2 separate regions of the Mus musculus genome follow, and region 1 is linked to region 2. Evidence: chromatin contacts called from public promoter capture Hi-C data. All regions are on one chromosome and are shown on one strand. The core of a region is the stretch at or near the end of the contact, and the rest is flanking DNA. Distances in the headings are between cores, read along the strand shown.

Region 1 (3,266 bases), core at 509-3,008, 35 kb after region 2:
TCTGCCTCCTTCACTCTACTCTCTACTCTGCTTTAGCTCCACAGCGCTTCAACTCCCATGATGCTCTACCTCCTATAGTGCTCCCTCCACGCCTCATTACAAACTGAAACACTCCCCAGGGAGGGAGGGAAAGGCTCCGGAGGTGAGCAGAGGATTACATGTCTGGGAAGTGGAAACCGGAAGATTCTCAGAGACCTCTCCCCTGCTTTATAGAGGTCTCCTCTGAGAAGGAGACTGAGCAGCGGAGCTGCAGAGATTCATTGGACCCTTCGGCTGCCTGCAGGTTGTGCAGAGCTCGGGGTCACAGCTTTCATGAGCTATCACCCATGGTGGGCCGCTTTGCAATGATGCAGCTGCTTTTCTGCACCACCCCTCTTCCTGTAACCCCTGACCCATACTCCTGTTAGTAACCCCAATTAAAACTCATGACCCACCAAACGACTTTGGTGCAGTCATTACTTTGGTCTGCTGTGGGATTCTTTTCTGGGGACGTGTGTCCGTCACACAACCATGTTCCATCTCCGTTTTCCTTCACTCCCATTGCTCCATGCTCCCTCCCATTGCGCTGCCTCTGACTGCTCTTCACCTCCCGTCATGCCCGCTGCCCTGTGCCATCTCTCATTGTGCCCCATTTCCCATTATGCTCCATCTCCCAGCATGCCTTACTTCTCAGTAATCCACCGCCCACCATGCTCTGCCTCCTGTCATGTCTCCTTTTGCCTCTGCTCCAACCATGCCCTCCTTATCTCCCTTCCTTTGTGCTTCCTCACCTATAGTGGCTCCATCACAGTGCGATTGGCCTGCTATGCTCTGGCCCGCTGTTCCCTATACCAGACCCACTCCTTTCAGAGCCTCGCCTTTGTTACTCCTTCTGTGACTCTCCCCATTACACAGATGCTGGTTCTTCTAGGAAACACACAGTGCCACTTCAGATTGATTTTTAACCTCCAGCCCATATTCCCCAGCTCCCATCTCTGCCTCGTCCCCGCCCCCCGCCCCCTGCCCCTCCCCCTTGGCCCTTGACATAGTCTGACCTCCAGACACTAACAGACCATCTCTCCATCTCCCTCACTGTCATGTAAGCACCCGGAGGTCCCAGTTTGACTTCATTCTCTGTTATACTCCTGGCCCAGGGAACAGTTGGGGGCATATGGCCGGCAGCTGCTCATTATGTGTGTACAAGCTAAATGGAGTTTGAAGACTGAAAGAGCTTGAAGTATGCCTGTCCTCCATCAGCCTCCAGGTGCTTCTGAGGAAGCCAGGTAGCCAGACTTACAAGGGCTCCCTCTGCTCCTCACTTTTAGAAAGGAAAGGCTAGTGGGGCCCCAGGAAGGAGCCAGGCAGATTGCCTTGGGAGATTGAAGGTGCTGACAGGCAGCTGGCTCCTGGCATCTGCGTCACCTTGGCAGCCTGTCCAAACCAGAAGGGAATTCTCCTTCCTGCTCTTCTGGGTGGGGAGAGGATGCCTCCCTATGAATGGTGCTCAAGTCTGAACTCCTGGGAGGTTGCTGTTTTGGATCGGCTCTTGGGGTGACGCTGTGTGGCTGTGCAAAGCCTGGGAACACGGGGGCATTAGGACCAGGAGCGAGACGCACACTTGGCTCCCTGTCCTATCTGGCAGAGGGTTCCTGCAGAGCTGGAGGTATGTGTGAAAGGAAACCCCGACCGTGCCTGCCGGCTTTACATCTGTTGCTCTGACCTGACTCAAGGCATCCCAAGGAGGATGTCTGTCATCTTGGCTTGACTGAATCCCCCAGCAACTCGCCCCAGACAGCTTGTAGAACCTGACCACTCATGCAGAGGGGGAAAGAACATGGGCTAATCACCAGAGCAGGATGGACAAGAGCAGGGTGAGAGAGGAGCCAACAACCGGAGACCCTTCTCAGAAGACAGCTAACACTCAGAGAGGACCCAGGAGCCCAGGCTCTGGTGGCTTTCTGATTCTAGAGGGCAGTGGGTCTTATAAATGCTACGTTAGCATATAGACGTTAGCAAACGTCTGGTGGGATAAGAGGTGCAGGTGGATGGCAAAAAGCCTTTTAGCTGGAATGAACAGCCCAGGTTCAGTTTCGAGCTTGAAGGTACCTGGATAGCAAGGAGGAAGCAAACTTGATCAGGACCTGTTGCTTCGTGGCGAGTGGCTGCGACATGCTCCCGAGGAAGCGACCCAGGAGTGGACGTTCCAGGCTTCAGTTCCTCCTACTCTTCCTGACTCTGGGATGTGTCCTGATGATGGTGATCCTGCTGCATCCTCCCCCGCCCACCCTGCACCAGGCTGTCACAGCTCAGGCCAGCAAACACAGCCCTGACACGGGGTACCGCCTGGACTTTGGAGACTCTCAGGAGTGGGTCCTGGAGGCTGAGACTGAAGGTGATGAGTACAGTCTCTTGGATGGCCTGCCATCCTTCATCTCCCTGCAGGAGGATCAACTGCTGGTGGCCGTGGCCTCACCCAGAGCTAGGAGGAGTCAGAGCCAGGGCAGGAGACAGGGCAGCTACCAGTTCATCAAACACAGGAGCAGGAGATGGGATGAGGAAGCCCTGGAAAAGGACTGGAGGACCGAAGAGGATGGGGAGGAATCAGAAGAGGTGCTGACCCCACTTGGCCCGGACTCAGATGGCCTCAACAAGCCACTCAGTGCCCGCCTGCCCCTGAGGAGAGTCCTGCCCGAGGTGCGACACCCACTGTAAGTAAGGGCCCTGCCATCTCTTCTCCAGTCTAAGCGTGTGACTCAGTGGTAGTAAAGTCCCAGGTGCCAACTCTGCAGTCTGCCTCTCCCATCCTTAGGACAGTGCTCCCTTAGGACAGTGCTCCTTAAGATGTGGGCCCTGGGGCCAGATATCAGCCTGGCTGATGAAGTGCCTGAATTGGAGATCCTCAAATCCTGTCTCAGACCTGCTCAGTCAGAAGCCCCAGAGTCACTGATGAGCTACTAACAAGTCCCGAGGGAGGGACGATCTCATTCGTTCATTCTCTTCCCAGGCCTGCCTTTAGTCCCCCTAGGTCACACAGTGAGATGGGAGCAGAAGCTTCGAGGAACCTTCCATCTCTCTCTCATGCTGACTCCAGGGCAGTCTTCACGTTGGGTTACTATTAGTGTTTACCTTTATCTGGGGTCAAAGAAGCAGATGCAAGAATTGCAAGAAATGTCTACGTACTTCTTGCCCTGTGCCTGGTTTTAATCTAAGAGCTTTCCCTGTGAGACCCATAAGGCCCTAGAAAAGTCCACTTGCACTGTACGAATGTTAGCCTCACGCCTGGTTTG
Region 2 (3,229 bases), core at 119-2,618:
TCTCCCAGAGTTGATGACCAACTGGTCACTGTATTGTGTGATAGGTGGCTGGGATGAAATGCCCTGACATAAAGAAACCAAGGGCAGAAGGTGTCTTTTGGTCTACACTTTTAGGCTGCAGTCTGTAACGATCAGGAAATATAGGGAGGAACTTGGAACAGCTTGCCTCATGCATGCTTGCTTGGGCTCAATTCATTTTCTCCACTTTTTACAATTTATGACTGTTAAATATTAAAACTTGACAATAGCTCTGCCATATTGTCATCTTGTAGCTTCATTTTGTAACTCGTGACCTTAACTTGACTTACTGTTCCTTGCCCTGACAAAAACAACTTGTAATTTGTCACCAAGCCTCAGAGCCTGGTGGACTCTGGAGATCCCCTGAAAGGTCCAAAAACCTAGGGAATAAAAAGTTTTCAATTCCCAGGCAAGCAAGCTAGGCCCCCCAGTATGAGGCACTGACAATGGGCATTTAGTCATTGCTGACCCTGACTTAGGGAGGACAGGTCTGGATCTGAGTCAGCTCCTGGGACATCTAGTTGGAGGAGATAACAAGGCCAGAACAGAGTTGGTTTCTAAAATTCTTCAAGGTCTCACCAAATATAATGAAACTAACTTAGCAACCAATCAGAATTGTACTAATGTCACCGCTTTGCCCCCTATCAATTATATTAGAGGCTACCTAACCCTTCTAGAAAATTCCCCTAGCCCTGTCTAAAAAGGAGCCTGCAATCCCCTAAGGGGTTGCCATTTTGATGAATGGTTGACCCCTTCATACTGCTAATATCTGTAGAATAAATGTTCTTTACCTGTGCATACTATTTGAGTCTGGGATCTTCCTTCAGTAATTCTTGGGCCCTAAAACCCCTAGCTTCCTTGCCTCTAGACCCAGACTATCAGCTTAAGCGTCAGACAGTGCTGCTTGGTCTAGACAGCCTATATGTTGTAAATGTCACAAATGCACTTGTTCAGCTGTTTTTCCCATATAAAAACTGGTTCTGAGGATTGTGTGTGGTCGCAGTTTTAGATCCTGACTTCTGACTGCATGTCTGATTAATCAGTCTTGGAGTGTGCGTTCAACACACCATCCCCACCTGACTGAGATTGGTGACTGAGTGGTTTGTGTGTCTATTCCTGGCCCCCTGAGACCCCTGCCTAGATTCTGCCAAAGTGGGCTGGATCTTCCCACATCAATTAACTTTATTAAGGTAATCCCCCACCCCCATAGACATGTTGTTGTCTGACATAACTTTTCCTTCAGAGATGCAACACACAAGCCTATCCACCCACAACAGACCTAAGTATGAGTACCACCAAAGTCCTGCTTAGTGATTCATATTGGGGTTCCTTACAGGAGCAGAAATGATTCAAAGACAGCTGCATAACCAAAGCCCACCCCAGATTCCCACAAAGCAGGGAGGCTGGGATATGCTGCGCAGCCTGAAGGCAGTTAAATTGGAGCGTGTCCTTCTAGGTCTCCCAGTTCGTCTAAAGCTCTTCCAGGCAGCTGCTCTGATCTTTGAGCCATCTTCCGAGTTTGGCTTGTCTCAGCTCTCAGTTCTGACTGCTGATTCAGACAGAGAGGGATTATTGGATCTGGTCAGTTTCAGACTTCCCGAAGCTATTTTGAGTTGTTTACCTTCCTGATTAAGGAAGCTTCCCTGTGGGATGGAATGTTTCAATCTCGGATGAAACTGTTACACAACACACAGCCTCAAACCAACCCAAGGTAGACAATCCTGGATTGTGACTCTTTTCCAAGGTCGGTATAGGCTGTGTCCGATGGGCAAAGCTAACCCATCACAGAGTGTTAAACAGGATTCTCTCTGCTATTTAAGCCAGCTAGCATCAAACTTGCTTAACTGTAAAGTTTTTCAGCTTTGTCACTAATGTAGCTCATATGATCTTCTATCCATGAAATTCTCTGTAAAGGTTTTCAAACTGTTTTTTACTACCTGCTGTGTTTTGAATGTGTCTCCCCAAAGGGCACGACGGGAACATAGTCCCCAATGCAACAGGGTTAGGAGTTGGGATCTTTGAGGGCTTCCTTCATGAATGGATCTATGCTGGTTGCAAAGGGTTTGGCCTCTGAGCTCAGTTCAATCTCCTGCACTCAATGCCCTGCTTTGGAAGAGCAGAGTAAACAATCCTGATCTCTTTCTCTCCCTCCCTCCCTCCCTCCCTCCCTCCCTCCCTCCCTCCCTCCTCTGCCTTCCCTTGCATCTTTATCTTTCCTCTACGTCTTTCTTTCTTCCTTGAGCCAGGGTTTCTTTTCTCCAGAGTCTAGTCTGAGGAGACCTTTCTCCTTCCCTTAACAGAAGGAGCCTGCATGATCTAAGTCTGGCTAATGAAATGGTCCCACTCTGTACTTTAAATCAAAACAGATTCATAAAAAGACGAAAGATAAGCTGATATTTAGAGAATCCCCGTCCCACCAGGCTGTTTTCAGGAGAATGTTTCCTGCCATTTTAGCTTCCTGGGTTTTTTTACATGGGTTCTGTGGCTCAAACTTATGTCCTTATGCTTGCAAAGCTAGCAATGTACCAACCAAAGTATCTCTCCAGCTCTATCTATCTATCTATCTATCATCTTTCAATCTATCATCTATTGATCATCATCATCTGTCTTAGTCAGGGTTTCTATTCCTGCACAAACATCATGATCAAGAAACAAGTTGGGGAGGAAAGGGTTTATTCAGCTTACATTTCCACATTGCTGTTCATCACTGAAAGAAGTCAGGACTGGAACTCAAGCAGGTCAGGAAGCAGGAGCTGATGCAGAGGCCATGGAGGGATGTTCCTTACTGGCTTGCTTCACCTGGCTTGCTCAGCCTGCTCTCTTATAGAACCCAAGACTACCAGCCCAGAGATGGCACCACCCACAAGGGGACCTCCCCTCTTGATCACTAATTGAGAAAATGCCTTACACCTGGATCTCGTGGATGCATTTCCCCAACTGAAGCTCCTTTCTCTGTGATAACTCCAGCTGTGTCAAGTTGACACAAAACTAGCCAGTACATCATCTATCTACTAATTTTTAAAATAAAACCTCTTTTGCTGCTCAATCAAGATCTGACTTACAAGAGATAGCAAGCTCAGACTGGAGAGATGGCTCAGCGGTTAAGAGCACTGACTGCTCTTCCAGAGGTCCTGAGTTCAATTCCCAGCAACCACATGGTGGCTCACAACCATCTGTGGTGGGATCTGAGGCCCTCTTCTGGTGTGTCTGA

What was found. Promoter capture Hi-C pulls out the DNA fragments that hold promoters and counts their contacts.
Region 1: a promoter capture Hi-C map of liver shows a contact between it and region 2. The contact joins the promoter of Galnt15 here to the enhancer-like site in region 2. A contact is called at or near these places in 4 of 39 promoter capture datasets (the HPC-7 cell line, embryonic stem cells, liver and 1 more), 1 of 15 datasets of contacts at CTCF or cohesin (the NIH/3T3 cell line), 6 of 484 Hi-C or Micro-C datasets (cardiomyocytes, cerebral cortex, embryonic fibroblasts and 2 more), 6 of 115 datasets of contacts at active chromatin or transcription factors (embryonic fibroblasts, embryonic midbrain, embryonic stem cells and 3 more) and 4 of 9 other capture datasets (adipose tissue, liver, macrophages and 1 more).

The regions. Positions count from the first base shown.
Region 1 is chr14:32,027,345-32,030,610 of GRCm38.p6, forward strand. Galnt15 (polypeptide N-acetylgalactosaminyltransferase 15) reads left to right here and starts at 1,759. Exons shown (of 10, transcript NM_030166.3): 1 at 1,759-2,687. The coding sequence starts at 2,149.
Region 2 is chr14:31,992,638-31,995,866 of GRCm38.p6, forward strand. No RefSeq gene overlaps it. Among named protein-coding and RNA genes, the nearest start is that of Galnt15, 35 kb to the right of the region's middle. Within about 2 kb of position 1,369, at least 30 of the 459 cell types and tissues checked have an H3K27ac peak or open chromatin away from gene starts, as enhancers often do. A contact at or near this core is called in extraembryonic endoderm stem cells, liver and muscle stem cells, where this site is marked.